Regions from separate parts of the Hordeum vulgare genome. Here regions 1 and 3 are each linked to region 2. Evidence: chromatin contacts called from public Hi-C data. All regions are on one chromosome and are shown on one strand. Each heading gives the region's core, a stretch centred on a gene start, on an enhancer-like site or on the middle of the called end of the contact. The rest is flanking DNA. Distances are from core to core; before and after follow the strand shown.

Evidence for each region. Hi-C and Micro-C count contacts between places; a contact is called where the count stands out from the background.
Region 1: a Hi-C map of seedling shows a contact between it and region 2, with 4 times the contacts expected there. The contact joins the promoter of LOC123444561 here to the promoter of LOC123444564 in region 2. A contact is called at or near these places in 2 of 6 Hi-C or Micro-C datasets (leaf and seedling) and 1 of 1 datasets of contacts at active chromatin or transcription factors (embryo).
Region 3: a Hi-C map of seedling shows a contact between it and region 2, with 2.3 times the contacts expected there. The contact joins the enhancer-like site here to the promoter of LOC123444564 in region 2. A contact is called at or near these places in 2 of 6 Hi-C or Micro-C datasets (leaf and seedling).

Annotation. Positions count from the first base shown.
Region 1 is chr3H:509,427,857-509,431,664 of MorexV3_pseudomolecules_assembly, reverse strand. It overlaps LOC123444561 (insulin-degrading enzyme-like 1, peroxisomal), which reads right to left and starts at 1,631. Exons shown (of 25, transcript XM_045121330.1): 1 at 1,115-1,631; 2 at 932-1,007. The coding sequence starts at 1,218. It overlaps LOC123444560 (vacuole membrane protein KMS1), which reads right to left. Exons shown (of 8, transcript XM_045121328.1): 7 at 3,138-3,323; 8 at 2,330-3,033. The coding sequence ends at 2,854.
Region 2 is chr3H:509,727,919-509,731,514 of MorexV3_pseudomolecules_assembly, reverse strand. It overlaps LOC123444564 (L-type lectin-domain containing receptor kinase IX.1-like), which reads right to left and starts at 1,541. Exons shown (of 1, transcript XM_045121332.1): 1 at 1-1,541. The coding sequence starts at 1,439.
Region 3 is chr3H:510,132,732-510,136,146 of MorexV3_pseudomolecules_assembly, reverse strand. No RefSeq gene overlaps it. Among protein-coding and RNA genes, the nearest start is that of LOC123441942, 180 kb to the right of the region's middle. Within about 2 kb of position 1,371, at least 3 of the 3 cell types and tissues checked have open chromatin away from gene starts, as enhancers often do. A contact at or near this core is called in leaf and seedling, where this site is marked.

The DNA of each region.
Region 1 (3,808 bases), core at 382-2,881, 300 kb after region 2:
ACGCGGGACCCGTGGAGTGAGAGCATCCAGCAAGCTGCAAGGATCCTACTGTACTAGGCAACAACATGTATGGGCAGTTGAGCAGAGCAGGCTGCTATTATCTGGAGAGCGACAGGCTCCTATATCCTGCAGGAGCGATGGTCCCCGCCCAACCAAATTCGTGTCTCGCATGAAGCTCTTGGACCGTTCAACAAACCCAGAACTAATTTTCTCAAAAAAAAAATAACAGAATTATGTGCAACACATAGTACTGACGTTATCAATGAGTTTTGGCTGGAAACCTGACAAGCATTTAAGAAAGACATTCAGCTAGCCGGCTGTCGTACTGCTCTGCTACCGGCGAAGGCACACCATGTACGGCCCGATGCCCGTGCCACTGAGATCAATCATGGATGCTCTGAACTTTAGCCCGAGGCCCGGGAAGTCAATGGCGTGATCCGACGGTGAAAACACGCCGGGCGACACTGGACCGATTCAATCAACTTTTCGATTGGAAAAAGGAGAAGCATCCATTGACCTGGCCGCAAATCTGCGACGCCATCATTGGCGGTCAGGAACGCCTAAAGCGGCAAAGCACTGCCCAATGGGGGAAAAGTGGGCAAGGAAGCATTCCTCCGTCACTCGATTCTTCCGAGACAAAATTGGAGGACGCCCCAGCCGGATCCCAAAAGGGAAGAGGAGATTCATCTGACGCCGACGCCGTTGCGCTGCGCTGGGTCCAGCGAGCGGAACAACCCCCATCCAATCCAACCACTACCTGGCCTGAAAGTACTAGTAGTACTCGCTCCGGGAATCCGGTGGTTACGGTTCCGTTAGATCACGCGCGCCCACGCAACGAACCACGACGGTGTGGCGAGCGAGATGGCCGGCGACGGCGGCTGGCGAGGAGGGTGGACGGAGAGGGTAGGGGAGGGAAGGGAAGGGAACTCACCGAGGAAGTGCGCGAGGCCCTCGAGCCCCTCCGGGTCGCTGAAGGAGCCCACGCCGACCTCCATACACGCCGCCGCCTGCGCGCAAGCAGACAACAACAACGACGACGACGCCGCCGAGTGAATCACGTGGAGAAAACATCGATCAACTGGCGAGCATTCGTTAGCTGCTTCGGCGGGCGGACCTTGTCGGTGTCGGCGTCGCTGATGAGGAGGCACTCGAGCGCGTTGGGGAGCAGCAGGCGGCGGTACTCCCGCTTGTCGCTGCGCGCGCGGACGAACTCCACATTGCCCGCCGCCATGCGCGCCGCTCGCCCTGAACCCTCGCTTGGAGGCGCTGGCTCCGGTCTCCGGTGGTGGATTGGAGGCTCGGGGCTTAGGCTAGTGGGGGCGCTAGTATTCTATGCTTTGTCGTTGCCGCCGTCCCGTTAATATATGGAGGGCAGGAGGGGGGTGGGTGGCTTCGTCTTCGCTTGCGCCTGCGGGAGCCGGGAGGAGTCTGAAGCCTGAACTGAGGTGCACTTCACTTTGATGGGATGCGATGGGAGACGTTTGTTGCGGTGGTGCTGGACAACGAAAGCCTTGTTTTCCCTACCGGCGAGGCGAATGACGTGCTCGCGACGGCGAGAGGGTCCCTCCCCTCCCCCTCCTCGGCGCTAGACGGTCGCTAACCGGGTCGTGTAGGTGATTATCTATAAACAACAAAGTTTGGAAGAAACGAAGGTCGGTATGACAATTCATCGTGCGAGTAGTCTGGTTTTTGTCTCCAAGTTAGAAATCGGTGCGCTCTCGTGGCAGTAGAGATCGCCTTGGAGTCTCCTGCTCGAGTATCTCGACGAAATTTACCCCGCTTGTGCTGCAACTTACGTACGTGGTGCACGGCGCTTAGATTCCGTCTAGCGAGCACGCCCAAGAGAACTCGGACAACTGCTCACGACCATCTCTTCTGCATTGACAACTTTGGCGGGTGTAAAGTGGTTACAGTAGCATTTTTATCTGATAGATGATGTGTAATCGCACCTCACCTTTCACCTCTATGACTGGCCTTCAGATGCGCCCGATTTGCTTAAAAATCACAAGCTAAAAGACAAAGAGCTCACAAAAGCTAACGTGATTGCTGGGAATCACACGTTTCCCAGCCTGTTTTAGTCACAAGGTAACAGTTTCTGACACGGTTTTACTCCCTAAACAAACAAACTACCGATCTTAAATATAGGTCTTTTTAGAATTTCTACTAGCAAACTACGTACAGATCTATATAAACATATATTAGAGTATATATTCACTTATTTTGCTCCATATGTAGTTCTCTAGTGAAATCTTTAAGATGACTTATAACGGAGAAAGTAGAATCGACGACGCGACACAGATTCCCACCCTAAAAAAAATGATGCGGAAACTCAGTATTAATAGCACCAGCTTTATTATTTGCCAGAGTAAAATTGCACTAGTTGAAGTGCTCCATTAAATCTAGCTGGCTCCAATTGAGAATATGCATTTGCATAGTGAATGTAACAATAAACCATATCACCTTTGAGTACTCTCGGGTGCCCTATCAGCTACCGTATTTCCAACATAAGAAGGTATAGAAAAGGTGCTGGTAAAATACATCTTAGTAATGAAATCGTGCTAAACAAACAAACAATCCCTAAAGTTCATCCAACTTGACGCCTGAAAAAATAACAGGACTGATTCTCCTCCAGGAACTGCCAGTAGAGGCGCAGTGACAAAAAGTCGCAGCCATCACTTGTGGCGGGTTGGAGAGGCCCATGTTTCTGTTCACTGTACAGAAGAACACAACTTCTACCAGCATTTAGACTTCTACCAGCATTTGGACCATCCCCAAAGGGCTTAGCCGGGCGCAAAAGGCTACTGAGGAGAATATTCGCAATGTGCAGCTGAATAAATACAACCATGTTTCTTGTTAGTTAGTTTTAGAATGATTCTGGGACGAGGAATCAGTGATGAGCTCCATCTCTACATCCTGCTGCCTTTTGCGATAATCCTGAGCGGTCGATGTGATGATCTTAATGAAGAAGTTCACAAGCACAAGCCACACTACACTATTCCAGACCAACGCAAAAGATAAATTCCACTGTTTATCCTGTAAAAATGACAGTTACAGAAGATCAATAAACAGATATGCAATACCTAAAAAAATTATCTACGAACATTGATTAATGGAGACATGAAAATGAAGATGGCAACCTCCATTTGTGAAGATGGTGAGACTGACACAGGTGGTGATAAATACTTCTCCTTAGCACTGTGGAGTTTGGCAATTACAGATGGCAGGGTCGCTGAAAACCCAGGAATGTGCTCAAATATCCAGATCAATTCCTTTTCCATAAAGTACAATAGTTGATTGTTGCATAACGAGATGATAAACAGCGTCTGCGGAAGTGAGAAGGTACAATTCATGTGTCAGTACAGAGAGAGACTGCAAAGATTCATTTCAATCCAACCAGATAAATTAGGTGTCAAACTGATAATAAACCAAAATGATAAGAAACCCAGTTGAACATACAAGGAAATTGATAGTTCTCCACCTAAGTTTGTTTGATTTTCAGGAAGAAAAGGAGAACAAAAATAAGAAAAATTGTATCATTCATAGGTTGTTCTGTTGTGAGAAAGAAACAACATGGTAAGAATAAAATAAAATAAAAATAGCAGTTCGTATGACAAGTACATCATGTACTTTCAATGCAAGCATTAGTGAACTTATTATTTGATCACAGTACAAATAATCATATTTGAGTGAAATCTCTGATACTCCCTCCGTCCCAAAATAAGTGTCTCTGATTTAGTACAAAGTTGTACAAAATCAGCGACACTTCTTTTGGGATGGAGTTGTACTAAATCAGCGACACTTATTTTGG
Region 2 (3,596 bases), core at 292-2,791:
TTGGCACTGAAGGTGGCATCCAGCATCACATTGCTCGGCTTGATGTCGCGGTGCACGATGCACTGAAGGCACTCCTCGTGGAGGTAGAGCAATGCCGACGCGAGGCCCAGTGCAATGTCATACCGTGTCGGCCAGGTGAGGTGCACGCCTTTGCCGTAGAGGTGCTGGTCGACGCTGCCATTGGGCATGAGCTCATAGACGAGCAAGAAGTCACCACGGTGTTCATGGCACCACCCGACAAGCCGGACCAAATGCCGGTGGCGCAGCTGGCTGATGATGCGTACCTCGGCTGCGTACTCCTTGCGCCCCTGCGTCGACCCCTTGGAGACCCTCTTGATGGCCACCTCCTGACGGAGCTCCTTCAAGAACCCCCGGTAAACAGCACCGAACCCGCCCTGCCCGAGCTTCCTCTGCTCGGAGAAATTGTTGGTTGCCGCCACCAATTCAGCATAACGGAACCGTCTTGGCCCGCTCTGCACGATGAACTCGTCAGTTAGCTCGTCGTACCCCATTGCATCGTCGATGTCGACATAGGGCACACATTCCCCTGTCTTCCTCCATTCCTTGACGAACCAAACAACCCCTGCACCGACCAGCACAACAAGGAATCCGCACAATCCCAATATCACCCACAGCATCACCGTCTGCTCTTTGCTGTCGACGCTGGAGGTGAAATCCCAGTACAGGACCTTGTGCAGCTCGGCGGCCTCGCCAGTGGCGGCGGAGAAGCCAACGGCCACGGAGTCAGGCAGGTGTTCCCTCAAATCGACGGCGTACCACAGAAGGACGTCCGTGGGGGGAGCGTCGCCGTAGGAGAGGGCCACGGTGAGGTTCTTGGCCTCAGCGTCGTACGCGACGCGCGCGTGCGCCGTGCGGCCGTCCTTCATGCTGGTCGGCCAGTCGGCGGTGGCCACGGAGGCGATGCCCCCGAGGTCGATGCCGACGTGGTCGTCGCTGGGATCCCAATCGTTCCTGTAGGTGTCGAATTCGACGGCGACGAGGGAGCGACCCCCGTTGCGGGCGGAGGAGTTGAAGAGCCCGAGAAGGCCGCCAGCGGATCTGTTGGGGAGGACTGAGGGGAACGGGGAGAGGAAGAAGGCGAGGCCGTCGCCGGAGGCGGCGGAGGGTTCGGGGGCGGAGATGGAGAAGGAGAAGGCGGAGGCGAACGAGGCGGGGCGGCGGGAGACAGGGTCAAAGAGTGGGATGGGGCGGGAGAAGAAGGCCCGGCCGGCGCTGCTGGTGAGGGGCCCGACGCGCTCGTCGCGGGTGAGGCGGATGAACTTGTTGAAGAAGGCGTCGCCCTGGAAGGAGATGCCCGATGGGGCCGAGTCCGAGACGGCGGTGAAGTTGTAGGTGAAGGAGAATCCCGCAGCTGCCGGCGGCAGGAGGAGGGCGGCGGAGAGGAGGAGGAGGGAGGGGACGGCGACGGAGATCCCCATGGAGTGGGTTGGGTGAGCCTTTGCCCTTGGTGGAGGTCTGGAGGACAGGGAGTGTGCGTGGGGTGGGGCCAAGGTTGACAAACCAATGAACAAGGCACGAGCTGGATTATAAATCCTACTACTACAGAATGGCCGTGCCTTCTTTAATTTCTTGTTCTGATCATACAGTAGTATACGTCTCTATTGTTGTATAAAAATCGATAAATATTTGGTCCCTGTCAATAACATCATCTTGACCTTTGGTATTATGATATATACTATAATTATTTGTATGCATTTCATTTGAATATGTATAACTCGATGGGTTTTTAGTTCATTTCATCATAATTACATTAGTTACTTCGTCAATTGAGAAATGATGAAGGTGTTGAAGAAGAAGAAAAAAGACTTGGTTAAGCCATCGACATGGAATATAATATATGAACATCAATTATCATTTTTTTTTGCAAAACACAATGACTATATCTTTGTCATCAGTAGCATCAGTAGTTAATGTTCTAGGACAACTCATGACTCAACCTTCACCTTTTCAGTAACCGCATTGGTATGAATGCATCATTTAGACAACATAACAACACTTCACATGGTAATTGAAGATCAAAAGATTCATGTGAAATAAAACATAGCATTGCTGCATACCTTATCCTCAAGAACAACAACATGTGAAGGTATTGCTGTGTGTGTCAAAACTGACAGATCTCGGGTAGGGGGTTCCGAACTGTGGACCTTGGATCAATGGATTGCAGGAGAAGTAGGAAGACAATATTTACCCAGGTTCGGGCTCTCTTGAAGAGGTAAAACCCTACGTCCTGCTTGATTATATTTATGTGGACGATAATTACAGAGTTGATCTACCTCGAGATCGTATAAGCTAAACCCTAGATGAGATAACTCCCCCCACATGGATGAGGACCCCTGGATTTATACATCCACTAGGGGATCTAGGGTTACATACAACCGACCTCTATCTCAGGACGGATGGACCGACCTAGTTTACTTTACTTGGACACAACGTCGGTCTTTGGTGCTTTCTTCCTTGAATACGAGATGAACACACAATTCGACCTTTAGTTAGTACGGCCCATTAAGTTGGCCTCTACAAAGCGAGCCGACTACGCGAGGACCCCTTAGTCCCGGACTCCCTTAGTAGCCCCCGAACTGGCCTTCAACGCCGATGTGCAGGGTCTTCTAATGCTCGCGCCCAGAGTGTTCGGCTTGCAAGGAGAGTTCCCTTATTTCCTCCGATCATGGAATGATGATTTAGTCCCTGCACGACTCATGGTTATCGAAGCATAACGGGACCCACAACCTTCAATTCTGCACAAAGATTAATAATAATTCTCAATTTTCACGTGCTTTAATGAAGGCAAGTACTTTTATCTATCCTTGATGGAACCGCTCCCTATAACCAAAGGAGGTAACACCCTTTATAAACAAATTGAAATCCGTTCCAGGGCTCCATCGCCCTCCGAGTGTCAACAAAAAACCCTAGGCTTCCTGCACTCTAGAGTCATGGCAGGTTCCTCCTCACGCCCCCTTGGCCCACTTCCGGGAGACTGGGCCAGTTGCTTTGTTTCCCTTCTTTGTTTGCACGAACTCGAAACTCAAGGATAACTCCCCCTGTCGGACCTCGCGCCCACTCGCGCCGAACTGGCCTCTGCCAATGGCGAAGCCTTTGCAGAAAACTTTCCTTCCTCTCAAAGGGGAGGAAGGGCCTGCTTTGTTTCTTTCTTACTGCGAGGGGTGGGCTTCCCCGTTCACCCCTTCTTGAGGGGTTTGTTGAAGTTCTATGGGCTGCAGCTCCACAATCTCACCCCCGCTCCATCCTTCACATCTCAGGCTTTGTGGCCTTGTGCGAGATGTTCCTGGGTTGCGAGCCACACTTCGATCTATGGATGAAGTATTTCTGTATCGTTCCCCGAACTAGAGGAACGACAATTCGGGAAGTGGGTGGAGCCGAAGTATGGCCTATAGGGGGTCCCTAACTATGGACCTTGGATCGATGGATTGTAGGAGAAGAAGGGGAGACAATATTTACCCAGGTTAGGGCCCTCTTGAGGAGGTAAAACCCTACGCCCTGCTTCATTATTTTGATGTGGATGATAATTACAGAGTTGATCTACCTCGAGATCGTATAAGCTAAACCCTAGATGAGAT
Region 3 (3,415 bases), core at 122-2,621, 400 kb before region 2:
CGAGCTCGGTTCGACCCCATCCTCCGCACACCTTCCCTGGCTGCACGAGTGTGCGCCCACACGCCCTTGCACCGCGCCCATGTGCCCACGGCCGGTCGTCCACGTGCTCCGTCGCCGGCCGGTTGGGGAAACGAAGGAGAGGTGAGAGCTCGGCCTAGGTCGGTTGGAGAAACGGAGGGGAGCACGGGAGGGCTGGACCGCACCAAATTCGTCGAGCTACGCGTGTTGCACCTCCTCTCTATCGACCCAGGACAACTTCCCCCACGCTCCAAATCTTGTTCTTCTCCGGCTAGAGGAGGAGCACGGGAGAGGGAGAAGAGGAGTAGGAGGCTGGAACGGCGGTGGGCTCGCTGGCGGTCGCCAGCGGCGACCAGCCAGAGGCCATGATGGCGCGGCACAAGGCAGCGGCGGCCATGGGGTGGGGCGTGGGGGAGGCAATGCCGTGGCGGCCATTTAAGTGATATTTTTTTTTTGAAAAGTGAGTTAGATGACGTGGCGGCTGATTTAACGCTGACTAGGCTTACCATATGAGGAATTCAACGATGCAGAACTTGGTCAACTCATACCATGTCAGCAAAATACGTTGGATAAGATAGCGGTGACCTGACACGTTTCACTAAGTGTATTTCGACCTTTTTAAATGCAGTGATAAAATTGAACTTTAGATCAGTTTCAGATACCGTAGATGTAATTTTCTCGGCGGATGGACCAAAGGGTTTGCCTGTCGTGCCCGTGAAAGCACACGCGTGCCCTCATCCTCCGCTGTAGCGCGATGCCGCAGCGATTCGCCCTCGGAGCCGTCGGGACGGACTTTTGCCGGCAAGAAACTGAAATGCATGCGAGCGAAGCGTACCATTTTATTGCCGCGCTCTGCACCTGCAACTTGAGAGTTATCCACCGCCCACTGAAGCAACATGGTACGGTTTACGATCAATGGATGGCCTAACAGTACGGCAAAGGTTGTCCAAGCAGAAGCAGATTGATGCAACTGCTAGCAGCACACTGCGGAACTGCACGGAGACTCTTCACAAACGTACTCGTGCTACTCCCTCCATTCATAAATATAATTTTTTAATCGATTTCACTAAGGGTCTACATACAGAGCAAAATAATTGAATTTATACTCTAAATTATGTCTATATACATCCGTATGTAGTCCACTAGTAAAATCTCTACAAAGACTTATACTCCCTCTGTTCCAAAATAACTGTCTCAACTTTGTACTAGTTTTAATATAAAGTTATATTAAAATTAAGATACTTATTTTGAAATGGAGGGAGTATTTACGAACCGAGGCAGTACTATACAACTCATGGCCGGTGGCCAGAGCGCGCGGATACGCTGCATCATGTCGACGTAAAAGTAGCACTTACATGAAAGCTCCGCTGTGCATGAGCTCGCGCAGGAACTGGCCGATGCAACAGTACGACATGGAATACGGGGGTCTGGGATTCGATTCTCACTGTACGCCACAGTATATCGCGTGCTTGCGCGAGCACGACGCGTCTATTAATAGCGTAGGCGCGTGGGCGTATGCGTAGCTGCAGCCTGCACACTTTAGCGTGTTGCGTCATTGCGAGCCAGCGACTACGACGGAGCAAGGCGACCTGACGTGCATTTGTTTGCTCGAAATTACTATGCACGCGGCAGAATCTTATCCGGTTTTTGTACGAAATAAACAACGAATCTCATCCGATTTGTTTGCGTGTGTGAACACATCGTAGCATCCTAGGAATGGGGGCAATATGGTCACGTCCAGTCCTCCCGTGTTTCCCCGTCAACTGCACATACTTCCACGGTCTTGAGTGGTCAGCAGGGAGGAGAGGAGACCGGGCGTCCACGTGCACCTCGGGCCCGGTGGTGAAAATGCGTTGAGTCGTAATATAACTAAAAAACATCTCATATTTCGGGCTGAAGATAATTGTATTACGTTTCAAAATATTTGGAAGTCAAATTATGCAGAACGTATAATTTAACAATTTGGACATATCCCGGTGCAGTTTATAAGCCAATGAACCATACCCGTCTCATCAAGATAACCCTTCGGTCCCACGAGCACGTGCCAACCTTCCCTTACCTATTTCCTTTTTATTATTTATAAAGTTTAAATCTAAAATCTCATTAATCAAGGTACATTATAAGTGGATCACACGAATTTTGTGGATACAATTCTCCAATGAAACATTTTCCACTTATTCAACTTTTGAGATAATAAATGCAACATCCTTTTCTTTTATTGGGCTAGCACGATGCATGAAGAATGAGATGCATGCACGATCATTAATTCTCTCATTTTTATTAAATATGACATGAGACTCAAAGCTTTTTAATTCATTTGAACTCAAAGTGAGCCTACTAGTATAACGAAAACCTAATCTTTTTAAGATTGAGCCCTATAAACCGAAAATGAGAGAAGAATATTAATTTTATCTCGAAATTACTCAGTGATTTTAGTTGGTCTGTTCAAAGTGTGGAAAGTGCTTAGAACATCACCCATCGGTCTCACCAAGTTGTTTCATTCGGACTCACCAAAATACCTAAAGTTCAGAACTTTTGTACTAGTCGGTCTCGCCGAGTGGTTTTACCCGGTTTCATCGAGTAGTGCATAAACTTGTGTAACGACTAGAATTTAGGAGCCACCTATATATACCCCTGCTCACTCTACCTGCTCACACAAAACAACCATGATGAAGCTACCATTTATTATATCTATTTTATAAGAGAGAACCACCTACACTTACAAAGATCAAGGGGATTCCACTTCAACCTCCAATCCTTGATTTCTAGTCTCTCCAATTGCTTTTCACTCCAATCTTTTCTCCTACCACATAGCTCAATATGTGAGAGAGTGATTGAGTGTTGATGAGACTATCTTTTGAAGCACAAAAGCAATGAGTTCATCATTAACAATAACATCTATTACGTTTTGGAGGGTGGTGTCTCCTAGATTGGTCATGTGTCACCCACAAGCCTCTGAATCTTGGTGGAGTTGAACCAAGGAGTTTGTTTGGGCAAGGAGACCACCTACTTCGTGAAGATCTACCCCGAGTGAGCTAATCCTTCGTGGACGTAAGCCATGATGGCATATACAAACTTGTTTATTCGTGGAACATTTATGGGTGGAGCCCTCCATGGACTTGTGTAACGTTATCCTCCGTGGATTGAAGTCTGCATAAACGTGGATGTCTGATAGCACCGTCTATCAAGACCACGCCAAAAATTATCTTGTCTTAATTGCGTTTGATCATTTCCAAACTCTACCCTACTACCCTTACTTTCTTGCACTTGCATGTTGTTTATTATCCGCTGCCCATACTCTAGGGCGTGTTTCGTTGCTCGCCTCATTTTTAGGCACTTTGCATACTTGCCCCACCAGGGCCTGACTAAGCATATGCAGGTAAAAACCAACATCTGC